Regions from separate parts of the Sus scrofa genome. Here region 1 is linked to region 2. A link is a contact called in public promoter capture Hi-C data. All regions are on one chromosome and are shown on one strand. Each heading gives the region's core, a stretch centred on a gene start, on an enhancer-like site or on the middle of the called end of the contact. The rest is flanking DNA. Distances are from core to core; before and after follow the strand shown.

Region 1 (7,133 bases), core at 1,733-4,232, 350 kb before region 2:
GGCACAAAACAGGTGTTCAAAATACTTGCTTTACAAATGAAGTACTGATCATAAAGCCCTCTATACTAAAAAATACTAACGGCAACTCTTCAAAGTCCTAAAGCGGTAAAGGTTTATAGTTCAGTAACAAGAAACACCTAATGGGGGACACTTTTATATTAAAAAATGATGCCAGTCACTTCTTTAAGAAGACCAGTACCAAGGACATATTTCTGCAGTGTTTTAACTCTGGCATTCACCAATCTGCATCACCTAGTAAAATCATTCTAGAACCTAGTTTCCTCTTTTCAGGAGAAAAGAATAACTACTTCAAAGGATTTTAGAAACATTTAAAAAAAAAAAAAAAAAGATACATTCAACATCCAGGACAAAGTTTGTACCCTATTGATTTAAACAGCATGTGAATGCAACCTCTGGTTTTTCAAGTTTGAGCAATATGCAATTAGCTTTCACTGTGTACTCAACCTAGCTGAGCTTAAACTGAAAAAGCTGTTCTAAAGGGAGTTCAGAAAAGAAATGGCACAGAGTTTGTTCTATCAGCATAGAAAACTCTGTAATCCCCAAAATCTTCCAAGAGTTTATGTGAAAAGAACATAGGGTTGTGTTCTGTATCTTATAAAGGTAAAATAAAACATCTAAGATATATCTGACACACACATAAAAGACATATACATCCAATTTACAGAACTAAAAAGACTAAAAAGCACCTGATACTAGATTTAATGGTGAACACTGTGACCTTACTGATAAGACAACGACATCATTTAACAGAAGAGAAATAGTTTATTCACATTTTCACAACACTGACATCTAAATTAGAACTTAACCTCACTTAATTCCTCTTACTATTAATTCCCAACATTGAAATAAAGGTCCAGTCAAAAATTACCACAAAGTATAGGTAATAAGAACACTACTCAGAGATTTTTAGTGGTAACAAAGAACATCTCATTACTTACTACTGGCATGTAGCTGTTGGCAAAGTTCTAATTCATTCTTAAATTACAGAGACAAATAATTTTATCATTGACTCAAAATAGAAAGTAGAGACATCTAATTTTGCTTGCAGTACTGGAGCTCAATTAACAAGCAAAGTCTTTTTAAATTTCATAGCAGAACTGAAATTTACTAGCTTTGCTAAAAATAATACAAAATGATGGATTTAAAAGCCAGAATAGATCTTATCTATTATAAGCACCACCCATTTTACAGCAATTTTAAATTTCAATTCTTGAGACCTAGAGATTAAGTTTTGTGGACTTCAGTCATATATAGTCAAGATCCCAGCTGTTCTAGGGGAGCTCCAGATCCAGGGAGGTGAAGTGACTGGTTCCCCCTTGCCCTCTCCCAACAGAAACAGCCAGCCAGAGGCTGTGTAGATTAAAACTGGCTTCATCCAGTTTATGAAAATTCCCCATATCATTTGAAAATCATCTGAAATATTACTCTTTCATTTAGTACCATGTGACCTACATTATCATCTTTAGTTTTTTTAAAAAAATACTCTAGAGATCACAAGTTCCTAGTTCTGCTCCCTTTCCACAGTCTTCTTACAGGAGCAGCAGGATCAAACAGGAGGCGGGACGGTGGTACATAATAGATGCCACCATTCCTTTAAGTCTTTACTGGAAAATCTTAGGCTGTGACACTACTACTAGCTTACACAAGAGGAAAACACAAACTAAGTTACTGACAGCAGGGATGATGAATCACCCAACTTGAGTTAAAATGAAACAAAAGTACACCAATAACTATGCTGTATCTTAAGCACCATGGAGTCTTTTTCCTAAAATTGTATCTTCCTTCCCCAGTTTTACATTTATTTTGGAACATATTTCAATAAATCTGATATGCATTTCAAGGCACTGTTTTGAGTTTAGATGAACTTGAGCGTCTCTTTGACCACACACTCTACACTTGGTAACTTACTAGTTACCTACACTTAACAAACACTTCATACGATATGGTTTTTAAATGCTTTCAATAAAACACCTTAACATTTCTAATCCAGCCCCCAAACCCTCTACTTTACTAACCAACACGAGTAGGAAAATGACCTTAAACAGATATAAATACGGCAAACGGAGAGGACCATCACTACTCAGGACGCCTAAGTGGCTTCTCCCGGGTGGGGGAGTGCAGGGAAGACTCTCATAAACCTGAGGTGTACTGGACAAGTCAAGAGCGATTGCTCACGTTTTCCGCATTCAGCAACCCTCGGTAATGCTCATCCCAGAGAACCTCAGCATTTCTCCGTGGCATGCAAACCTCCAACTGTTCAAGGAAAATGGACCAGGCTATGCAGCTCGGGGGGTCGGACGGGGGGCAAGAAACCGCCGCTCACAACTGAAATCGGAGCAATGGGTGTATTTGCGGAATGGACTTCTTAGGAAGGTCTCCTAAGACAAAGGGCTGCGAGTCGGGAACCATTCCTTAGCTGGGCGTGGGATCGAACCGCCCCAGGCCCGCATCCCCAGCAGCCGGGAACCAGAGCCGAGACCGCGCCGCCCACACTCCGGAAGTGTTCGGAGACCACCCCCCAACGCGTCCAGGGCTGACCCTCTCCCCGACCCGTACGCGCTCGGCCCCAGCCCCTACCCTGGTGATTGAACAGTCTCCATATCCTGGTGAAGAGAATTCCCATTCTCGGGCAGCGGACCCCCCTCCAGCCACCCGGGCCTCCTGGCCTCCCCCAGCTCAGGCTCAAGGGGAGGAAAGAGACGCGCCGGAGCCTCCGTCTCTGCCGCTGCTGCTCCCGCGCTGGCCGCCGGCCCGCTTCCTAGGAACCGGAGGGAGGCCGCAGCCCAGGTCGCCCTCCCGTGCGCGAGGCCCCGCCGCTGCCGCCGCGGCTCTCGCCTGGCTCGCGGACATCGCCGCCGCGTTGTCTGCGACGAGCCTCGCGGGCCACCGTCCTCCCCCAGCTCCTCTCGGGCGGCTGCGGCGGCGGCGCCCAGGCGGGCGGGGGAGGCGAGGGGCGGGGCGAAGCGGACGGGAAGGCGCAGGCGCACGGCTGGAGGGGCGTGGCCTGGAGAAGGGCGCCTGCCCGGCCCCAGCTGATCTGAGAAAACCAGGCGACCTGTAGGCGGCGGGACGAGCCCGGGGATCCAAGCGCGCAGGGTGCTGGTTGGGGCTGCTGGCTCTCGTCTGCTTGCGTGGGCGTCTCAGCGAGCTTTGTTTTTCTCTGCATTTCTTCCACAGAGCCATAATGTGAACATGTTATTGAGTGCACATCCCCAACCCTGCGTTCACACCGCACCCAAGTACCACGTCCCGGCCTTCATAAGCGCGGCATTCCTGCAGGGTCTTTGAGAGAAGCTCAGCACCTTTATCTCTGAAACTTTTAGGCCTGAACACCCAGCAGGGTGACCTTACCTAGGCAGTCGCTTTAGGGCTATTCTGTACCTCAAGGCTATTCCCTCTCCAATCTTCCTCCCCTTTCAGGCCAATGTTGTCCGAAACAAGATCAAGTCACTCCCATGTTTTCAGGCCAATCTTGTCCGATCTTGATCGAGTCACTCCCATGTTTAAAATTGTTTAGTGGCCACTAGAGCTATTTGAGCAGTAAAATCCAAATGCTTTAGATACGCATTGTTCTCCACAGTTTGGCTTCAGCCGTCCTTTCCAGCTGTAACTCCCATCATTCCAAGCTGGTTAAATAGGTGGTCAAATGTTCTGTCTGCTCTTTTAGGCTTCTTGCCTGAACACTTTGAACAGCTGTGCCACATACTATGCAAGAGTCACACTGTTTCATCAACCCTCTGCTGTGGGATACTTAGTTGAAAACTAGAATATAAGCGAATAATTAGGTAACTTGATATCAGAGTTCTTGTTTCAGGTGTTATTTTTTGGCTAGGCAAGTTACTTAACCTCTCTTTGCCTCCACTTTTTATATGTAAAAGCAGAGGGTTTGTTGCTGAGGTCTTTCTTTGATTCTGGACCATCTGATGCCTGTAGTAATTAGTCTCCACTCTTGTTAGAGGCAAAGGTGGGAAAAAAGAAACCAAGGTTGTTCTCTTCCACAAAGAAACCAGAAACAGCTCGAATCCCTTCTCTTCTCCTTAACTTTGGTAAAAAGGAAGAGAAAGAAAAAAGTGGGGGAACTGTAAAAGATATTTTGAACAGCTCCTGCCTACACACCCACTCATCTGCAAGAGCTAAGGAAATTAGAACCAGCAATAAACTATACTTTTCCACCCCACTTCTAGCCATACACTATCTCTTCTCAATATATACAAAATACCTCATTTGAGTAAGAACTCAAGACAATCTACATTTTTTCTTAGTCGTCTTGAGCTAGAAAACTTGTACCTGTAAAGCAAAGGGCAGCATTGAGGACAGAAACGTGTCTCTTTTTAAACAATTGTTCAGGAAAACGTCCTTTGTTTTCCTTTGGGACTTATGGTTAAAAAGCCTTTATGAAGGGAAAGAAAATTGCTATATTAATCCATTTTAACTTGTGGATTGTTGTGTTTGTAGTTACATAATAAAGTACTCTCTAGGCTATTTAGAAAAACAATATTGTTTGCATAATCAATTTACATTAACCCTCTAATAATTCCATTCTTGTACACTACAAGTAATGCTTTTGGCAGCTCTAAAACTTTTTGCAAACTCTCCACACATCTCTGTCAATTTATTAAATGGATGTCATATCCACATTAACTTGTGAAGTTTGGGCTTCATATTTTATAATCTTCATTAAAGAGATGGTCTTATAGATTATTTTCTTTTAAAAATCTTTTTTTTTTTTTTTTCTTTTTTTAGGACTGCACCTACTGCATAGGGAAGTTTCCAGGCTAGGAGTCGAATCAGAGCTGCAGCTGCTGACCTACACCACGCCACAGCAATGTGGGATCCTTAACCCACTGAGCAAGGCCAGGGATTGAACCCACATCCTCATGGATACTCGTTGGGTTTATAACCTGCTGAGCCAGAATGGGAACTCCCTCTGAGATAATTTTCCAAGTGTCTCTCAAAAAGTAAAATTAAATAAAGGGAAAAAAAGGGTGAAATACAAATTTGGAACTACAATAGAAGTAATTGAGAACGTTTATTGACTAGTATGAAGCTATTTATAAAAACAGACTCATAAGACTTTTGAAAGACACAAGAATGTATGCATGTATTTGTGACTGGGTCATCTTGCTGTACAGCAGAAAATTGACAGAACACAGTAAACCACATATAATGGAAAAAATAAAAATCATTATAAAAAAAACTTTTCAAAGACTAATTTATTCATGACTATAGTGTTGTGCAAAATGTCATTGGAGAGACTTCTGCTTCCACTTATAAGGGAGCAGGATGGTCTAGAATTGATCTCCTACTGAACCAGGAGGGAAGAGAGCAAGGCCCAACCTTTAAAAGAATGACATAGCCATGGAGGATAAGATAAAAGCTGGCTAGAACTAATTAGGCCCAATATGGCAGAAGGTTTGACTTCCAGTAGACCTGGAGCCTCATTATATGCTCACTGTAATATATCAGCTAAATGACACACCTATAGGTACCATGACAGTTCTGAGGCCAACTATAAAAGGCTCAAAAGTGGACAGTGGCTCAGTACCCAGAAATCCCTGTCCCTTCCCATTCCTTAGCCTAGTCCTTCACACTCTTTAGCCTGTGAAATTACCCAGCCTATAAGAATGAATGACCCCATATTTCGGGCACTCTCTCAACTTTTGAGACAACTGCATTCTGTCTATGGAATGTGTATCTTCCAGGCTGCTCTTGTCTTCTGAGATGGTCCATACTCTCTCAATGAATCTACTTCTCACCAATTGCTTTGCCTGTCACTGAATTCCTTCTGTGCTGAGACATAAAGAACCTGAACCTCAGTAAGTCCTGAGGCCAGGTATGCGACTTTAATGAAAAGGCAGTAGGGGAGTTCCCAATGTGGTGCAATGAGATCTGGTGTCTCTGTAGTGCCAGGATGCAGGTTTGATTCCCAGCCTGCACAATGGGTTAAAGGATCCAGTGTTGCTGCAGCTGTGGTATGGGTTTCAACTGTGGCTCAGATCTGCTCCCTGGCCTGTAAACTCCACATGCGGTAGAGTGGCCAAAAAAAAAAAAAGCCAGTGGGTTCAAGCCCCAATTTGGGTTTTTGCTGCCTTCAAGCCCCTGTCCATGGGTCCACATCCCAATATGAATTGTGTGGTTTTATTACCACAATAAATAGGAAATTGGACAAAGTATAGAAAACAGCTATTTTCAAACATTGGTCAATACCAAGCGCAAGACTGTGATCCCTTGATAAAAGACACCAATGAAGTTTTATTGTGTGGATTTTCTGCCTAGAGGCAATTCCAGTCAGCTACAAGAGGGAGGAGGAACTTAAATGAGTCTCTTCATTTGAAGACAGAGATCAGCATTCCAAGAGATCAAGGCATTCCAAGAGATCAAGCATTCCAAGAGATCAAGGCAACTAGAACTGGTGAAGCAGAGTGATTGAAAAGATGGAATTATCCAGAGAAAATCTCCAGAAAACTACGTAAGTTGACTGTTATACAGTCTTGACTGCATAACAATCCATACATGTGTAATAGAAAACCAGTATGGAACCCCATGAGTCTAGCCAGTAACAACTGAGGGGAAAAAGCCAGTACCAGGGAGCTGTAAAACAAGTATTCCCAGAGTTTACAAAGGGCCAAAAATAATTTGTGTTCCCTTTAGCCAGTGTGAAGAGAACACACAGAATATATGGGACATTGAGTAGACATGCCAGAGAGCTTAGAAGAGGAGCTAAATTTTCCTAAGGATGTCTCACTCTAGACCTGTCCTTTAAGTGGCTTAAAAACAAACCTTGAAAGGATCAAACTCACAGTTGCTTAGCTGCTTATCAAAACAAATGGAACCTTCTTCAAAGATGGAGACGACAAGATCAAATCATGCACATGGAACTTTTACAATATCCTAAATTCAATATAAAAAATTAGTGGACATACAAAAAAACCTGAAAATGTGACATATAGCCATAAGAAAAATCACTCTACAGAAACAGACCCAGGCACAGAGGAATTAAGTGATTACCCCAAACTCACAGCAAGTTACTGCTGGATCTAGGCTTTGAACCCAGACAAGTGTTAGAGGCCACAGTCTAAAAACTATGCTAATCTGCATGCTTTATGACAGGA
Region 2 (7,180 bases), core at 2,401-4,900:
AAAGATGATAACAACCTCAGGTGTTCAAGGATTACCTTAGTAACTACATAAATGTATAAAGTAAATTCTATTATTGGAGTACTATCTGTATGTCTGTTTATATTTAGGTTTCTTTTAAAATTTCACTGGAGAAAAAGGTTTCATGATTGAAAACCTCAAGCTACCTCATTCTCAAGGTATTTGAACACAACGCAAGCAAAAGACACAGCAATATATGCATTCAAATTTCACTTGGAAAAATCTCCTTTTAAGATAAAAGGTCATACTTCAATTCAATGTGTCAGAAGAGTTTTGCAGAGGTAGAATTTGAGCTTAGCTTGGTGGAACACAACTAAGTATCTCTTTAAGGAAGGAGATACCACCTGTTGTTGAAAAAAGCAAAAATCTATCAGTAAATAGTAAATGGCAGAGGAAGAAACTGGCAAGAAAGATTGCCTGGCTTGATTAAGGAGAAAAAAGAGGCAAATAAGAACTGGAGTGAGGGGGCAAAAACAGACATGACTTGGAAACCAATGTCATGAGACTGGAAAAAATGGCGCAGAATATAATGAAAGGACATCTCCCCTTTTAATTCCACCACTAAATCTTCTTATTGTGGCTCTGCCCCCCATGTTTTACTGTCTCTTTGGAATCTCCTAACAAGGTTGCCCCAACCAGGCTCCAGCTTAGGAAACTTACACACCCCTTTTAAGATGAAACTCAGGGCCAGGGTGGGTGGGGGGACATGTATGGCCATTTTCTTTCTTTTTTTCTCAGCATAGCCTCAAAGGAATTTTATTCAACTAAACAAACAATTAACCCAGATTAGAAGAATTCCAATAAATATTTAAAGAGCTCTAATGCTACCATACCTAGCATTCCCTTCAGGATTTGTAGTTTCTGACTCCAAGAAAAAGTAGGAACTTGCCAGAGTTCCTCACCTCCCAGCCTTTGGTCTGCTTCCACTAAACAAGCCACAAACCACTGTCAACCTAGGAGTGCCTCCCTGGACATCTAGACTCACTACAGCCTTTTCTTGGGGTCTCAGGGACTGAGAAAGGGATTTCTTCCACACATGCACGATGTCAGAAAGACTGTTCACCCTGTGGTGAGACTGCACCGACCAAAGGTCCATTATAAAATGACCATACCACACATATAGTAAGAGGTGGTTACTTCCTGCAGATGTAAGTGCTGTCAGAAAAGCAGGGAGAGAGAGAGGATATGTCAACATCTTTACAGAGGTTTCTGCCTGAAGGTCCTCATCTTCTCTTCAGGGAAGATGACTGTTTTAAAGAAAGAAAGAATGTAAAGCATCTTCCGTATTCCAGTACCATACTTTTCACATTATATTACAATTATCTTTTTATGTGTATATGCGTCCCGCATTAGACTGAGCGTTTCCTGAGGGAACCCAGTTTATTTATTGAATTTGTGTCCCCAGAACTTAACACAATGTCTGACACACGGTAATCACTCAATGCCTGTTTGCTGAATGAAAGGCAAACAAAGCTATGACAAAAAGAAAAACAATGGTCATAAAAATCAGACTGAATCAAAGAGCGTAGGTAAAAAGGACAATGACCTTGCAAAGGAACATTCCTATGGAGAACTCAAGTTAAATATTGACTTGCTTGTCATAGTACTTAACTATTGTATTTCAAAGGGGGCTTTAAGTTTTGAAAAATGCAATATATAATTTTATTTCTATCACAGAGGTTTAAAGCCGGTTTGACCTGAAACCCTTAGTATTTCATGCTGCTTTTTCTATTAATTTCAACCACTTGCCTGAAAGAAGTTACAATCGAATTCTCCATTTCATCTTTAAACTGTCTTTTGGATATTGACTTCAGTCATACTTGAGTTAACAAACAAGTACTTGAAGCTTTGGTTGATGGCACTGCCCATGAAATAATTTATACAGTTTTGTTTTGTTTTGGTTTTCTTTTCTTTCTCTTTTTTTTTTTTTTTTTTTTTTGGTCTGAACAGCAGCGTCTCTTTTACTCCAGTGGTACTAAACTGTGACCCACTGAACTGTGCAGGAACCTCAGGAGCCATTGAGGGGGAGGATTAGAAAAGCAAAACAGGCAGAGCAACTCCACTTACTCCTACCAAAGTTTTTCAATCAAAAAACAATAGGCTTCCAGAAAAGATCTCCCTTGAAGAGTTCACAGGTTTTAAGTTTGAAAATCATGTCTTATTCTATTTTGCTTTTTCCCCCCTCTACGATAAAACCACAACGGCCATAAAAAGTGCAGGTCTCACTGCAACAAAGGAAGACACCAGAAGGTGTTCCAAAGGCTGATGCTGTGAGCCTCAACATTGTGTTTCCTATGTTTATACCAGTCACCAATGTTAACCACCAAGAAAAAAGTTGAATGAAAATTATAAAAATATATATTTGAAGGCTGTTTAAGGGGGAAAATATAATTATACAATTTTTGGCTCTCTGGGAATGAAAGGGACTTATTCAACACATTTGATTTCTGAGCACGCTTTTGGGATCCCAAAATATACCAAAATTAAGCATTTTTGAGACTTTCCTTATACTGAGAAAATTATTAACTATGAAACGGGTGCCTCAGTGCTAGATGTGCAAGATTCTGTATGACTAGCAATTTTCAGCGATGCGTTTTTTCATTCCCCTAAAACGCTACTACTGCTACAGAAATTCGCAGTAATTAATTACTGCTACAGAAATATCTATTTCGCCTGTTTCACTGTTTTCCTAATGCCATAAATAAGTTCTCATACCCGGTCCATCTTTTCCTCACTCCATAGTCACTGAGTCCTCAGCATTCCGACGATGCCAAATAAGTAAAAGATCAGTTGTCCTGGACTGTTTGGAGAACCTGGGATTTTCCTTTTCATACACTGAGACAAAGCCTCTTACAGCACTTGCACCATCCACGATAGAGTAACACTTCCAACTCTCATAAAGAAATCCGGAAGCCGTGCTTGGTTCTATCAGGGCCTGGATGCATGTGTACATAAGCCAGGTGAAATAGGTTCTTCCGGTTAAATGGGGGCAAGCTGGAGTCTCTAAGCAGGTCTGGACTCTTGCATCCTTCCTTAAGTGCGGGGGAGTGGAGGGAGGGGGTGACACTAGACTCAACGAGCTCTACAGAGAATTGGAAGTTTGCGTCCTCAACTCTGCAACTGCTTCATCAGTCAAGTCTCCAGGGAGCCCCAGGCTGTTCCCTATTCCTGCGCCTGGAGTGGGGAAAGGCCCTCTTTCCAGGTCCTCAGCTGCAGGAGGACTGGACACCCTCCTGAGGCTGCTTGCTACCACGCACGAAAGCTGCCCCCTGAAAAATCCCAGCTGCCAGGCAGCGGGCCACCCCCTTCGCTCCCTCTGCCGCTTTCCAGTCCCCGGAGTCGCCCCCGCCCACTTTCCAGCACAGCAAACAACAGCCCGGGGCCAGACCCAGCACTTACCCACGTCTTGCTCGAAGGGGTTGGCGGTGAACAGAGGCATTTCGCCGGCCCGGAGCCCTAGTGGCTGCGGTGAGGCTAAGGCTCGGCGGTTGCTTCCGGCTGGGAGGCCCGCCGCCGCGGCTTCTTAGGCGGCTCAGCGCCGACCGCCTCCCGCACTTCCGCCACCGCACCTGCCCTGCTCCCGCCTGACCGCCAGCTCCCGGTATGCGCTCCGCCCCTAACTCCTCTCCCAGGGCGAGGTCCGGCCAGCCGCGGGCGTCTGCTTAGCGCCGGGTAGTCGCCGCCCGCCGGGAGAAGGCGGCAGCCCTGGGCGGAAGCTGCTGCAGGGCTCAGGCGGCCGCCGTGGCCACCTTCCCATCGCTAGGGCCCCAGCGAGCCACGGGGCAGGGGACCTTCAGGGCCGGAAGTCGTCGCGCCTAGAGCTGGCGACGCCGGGGGCGCGGGAGCTGCTGAGCCGGCGCAGCTCAACAGGGGGCGCGGGGGTTCGGGACTCTCTGCGGGGGGCCGCGGGTGCTGACCAGCAAGTTCCCTGAGGTTTAGTCTTTTCCCAAGCTGTGGGCTAGTCCCAAGCGGCCCTGGGCCCTCGGCTGCGTCCGCGTCACAGTCCCGTTGCCATGGAGACGAACGGATCCTTTGGGCTTTGACAGCCGGGGAAGGATTTGGCTCTGCTTCTGGAGCTTAGCGGGCTGCAAACCCCCTGGAATAACCACCCTGGAAAGGGGTCGTAGAAGTTGTTATGGTTCTGCGGGGATTCCTCACTCTTCGCATTCCGTCGTGCTCTCGCCCTGAAAACACTGCTGGACTCAGGGAATCCAAAGAGAATGAGGCACACTCCCTGCCTTCAAGTTGCTGACAGTTTTATGGGCGTGGTGTATAGCATATACGTGACAGTACGTGATGATCCCGCTAAATAACTGGGGTCACAAACTCAAATTCCCATGTGAGCTAGCCAGGTAATGAATATGAACTTGAAAGCATCCTTCCCACGGACACACTCCCAAACCCTCTTAACCTTGTTTAATGTTTCTATAGCATTTGTCACTTCCTAATGTGTCATTTACTTATTGCGTTTTCTGTATCTCCTCTTTAGAATGTAAACACCATGATTATTTTTGTTCACTGCTGTATCCCTGGCATCTAAAACTCTGTCCAGCAAGCAGTGGGCGCTCGGCACCTTTTATTTCTTTCAAATCCAGCCAAACAGCACATGGCAGCTACCAGTAAACTTAAGCGACTTGTTGAAGTGTGGCCCCTACTAGAGCTTCCAATTTTTCTTTTTCCTTTTTTTTTTTTTTTTTTTTTTCTTTTTTGGGCCACACCTGTGGCATATGGAAGTTCTCTGGCTAGGGGTCAAATCAGAGCTGCTGCTGCTGGCCTACACCACAGCCACAGCAGTACTGGATCTGAGCCGAATCTGTGATGTAAGCCGCAGCTTGTGGCAACTCTGGATCCTTAACCCACTAAGCAAGGCCACGGATTGTACCTGCATCTCATAGATACTAGTTGCATTGCTTACAGCTGAGCCACAACGGGAACTCCTAGAGCTTCCAATTTTTCAATGATTTTTGTAATGTTAGGAATTACTTGGAGTTCCTGTAATTCTTCTATATATAGAAGCAGTCCAGGCAGCAGAACAGTGTGAGAGGCTACTGGAGCACTTAAAGAAGAGATATTGTAGAGAAGATTGTATTGAGATGAGAGCAAAGGACTGACTGAGGACCTGCCTTTGGAAAGCATTTACATTTTAAAGAGGCCCCTTTAGCTCCTCCATCTTTACTAGCAAGCATACTCAAGAATCTGTAGGTACTTTTCTGTGCCTATACTCAGTCTCTTGGTGAGTGCAAGTAACAAAATATTTAATAGTCACTGAGAGCCAAACCATGTGTTAGAAACAAGATCAAAGATTGTTCGTGAATGCTTCACCTAATGTGAAGTTACTGAAGGCTTAAAAGATAGGTCAATGACAGCCCATAAATTCTAGTGTGTAAAGAAATGCAACTTTTTCATTTTTCTGTACTACAGCCTCTTTTGAGCCCCAGTCTCCCTGATAACAAAATAATCTCATCAATTTCAGTTAAATTCAGTCTCGAGAGATTTTTGATTTTGTTGTTGTTTTTATTTTGGGCTTACACTCAACAAATAGCCTTACCTCACCCCACTTTCTCTGAACGTAGACCAAGATCCATCCCCAAATGTATTCTTCCAATTCTACCAGTATGATATTTGGTGAATAACCCTTTTCATTCCAGAAACAGAAGACTGTGCTTCCCCAAGTCAGACCATGATGAAACTTGATCCTAGGTATTGGTCTAGAAACTCTGAAGGTGATTGTGGGAAATCTTGAGAAGGGAAAGTAGCATCTTGGAAGGCACCTTCTTCAGGTGAGGCTTCTCCATGATCTTCAGGCAAAGGGAGGCCCCTACCCTCTAGCCTAGGAGCAAGTAACCACTTCTGTGGGTCCAGAGGATTGAGGTAAATGAGCTCAAAGTTCCCAAGAGTATCCACCCAGATAGCCTAATCCTAGGTCTTGGTCTCATTCATTCCCCAGCAAGTCCTGACTTGAGTCTACACTATGCTAAGGGTTATGAATTCAACCTTCTTTTCAATTCTGCTACTCTCACAATCAGGTTCCGTGTCTGATTTTTTTTTTAACTGCAATCTTTCCCTCTGGCTACAGTAAATAAAGCTAGATTGCTCGCTTGCTCGCCCTCCCTCCCTCTTTCTCTCTTTCTCTTCCCTTCTCTCATTTTTCTATTTGTATTTCAGTTTGGCTAATGTGTGTCTTTGCGATGCATGGTATATTATTTTTCATTAATTTCCAAAGCATTTGGTTTGAGTGTTTTGTTTTGGGGGGTTTTGTTTTGTCTTTTTGGGCCATACCCACAGCATACTGAAGTTCCCTGGCTAGGGGTCAAATTGGAGCTACAGCTGCTGGCCTATGTCACAGTCATAGCAACGCTTGGATCCAAGCCTCATCTGTGACCTACACTGCAGCTCCCAGCAATGCCAGATCCTTAACCCACTGAGTGAGGCCAGGGATCGAATTGCATCCTTATGGATGCTAGTTGGATTCATTACCGCTGAGGCACGACAAACTAAACCTTAGATTTACTGGGATTTTGCCAATGTTTACATTAATGGCCCCTCCTTGCCCCCAGATCCAATCCAGGTGTGTCAAGTGTCACCAAGATCACCCCCAGGTTCAATGACTCATTAAGGACCCACAATACTCAGCTTATAGTCATCAGTACATGACAGTATTTTATTACAACCAAAGGATACAAAACAAAATCAATAAAGGGAAATGGCACATAGGGCAAAGTCTGGGGCACAAGCTTCCAGGAGTCCTCTCTCAGTGGAGGTACGCAGAACATGCTTAAATCCTCCAGCAGTGAGTTGTACAATACGTGTGAAATGTCATCTACAAGGTAAGCTCATTGCAAATTCAATGCCCAGGGTTTTTGTTGAGGGATAGTCACCCAAGCACCTTCTGCCTAACACACATCCATACTCCAGACTCTCAGAAAGCAAGCAGGTGTTCAGCATAGACCACATTGTTTGTACAAAGGGTTTAGGCACCAGGAGCCATTCTTATCAGGGAATTGTGGGAACTTTCCCAAAATCTAAGTTCCCAGATGCCAGTCAAGGGCCACATATTTGTAAGCAGGTTTTTACCTTTTTACATGTTTTCTTTTTATGGCCATACCGGCAGCATTATGGAAGTTCCTGGGCTAGGAGTCTGAGCCACATCTTCGACCTATGC

Evidence for each region. Promoter capture Hi-C pulls out the DNA fragments that hold promoters and counts their contacts.
Region 1: a contact with region 2 is called in a promoter capture Hi-C map of fetal liver, with 2.6 times the contacts expected there. The contact joins the promoter of ARL5A here to the promoter of STAM2 in region 2. A contact is called at or near these places in 2 of 5 promoter capture datasets (fetal liver and liver), 3 of 47 Hi-C or Micro-C datasets (fetal liver, liver and subcutaneous adipose tissue) and 1 of 2 datasets of contacts at active chromatin or transcription factors (alveolar macrophages).

What each region holds. Positions count from the first base shown.
Region 1 is chr15:463,774-470,906 of Sscrofa11.1, reverse strand. ARL5A (ADP-ribosylation factor-like protein 5A) reads right to left here and starts at 2,982. Exons shown (of 6, transcript XM_021076258.1): 1 at 2,599-2,982. The coding sequence starts at 2,644.
Region 2 is chr15:111,767-118,946 of Sscrofa11.1, reverse strand. STAM2 (signal transducing adapter molecule 2) reads right to left here and starts at 3,650. Exons shown (of 14, transcript XM_013997353.2): 1 at 3,418-3,650. The coding sequence starts at 3,457.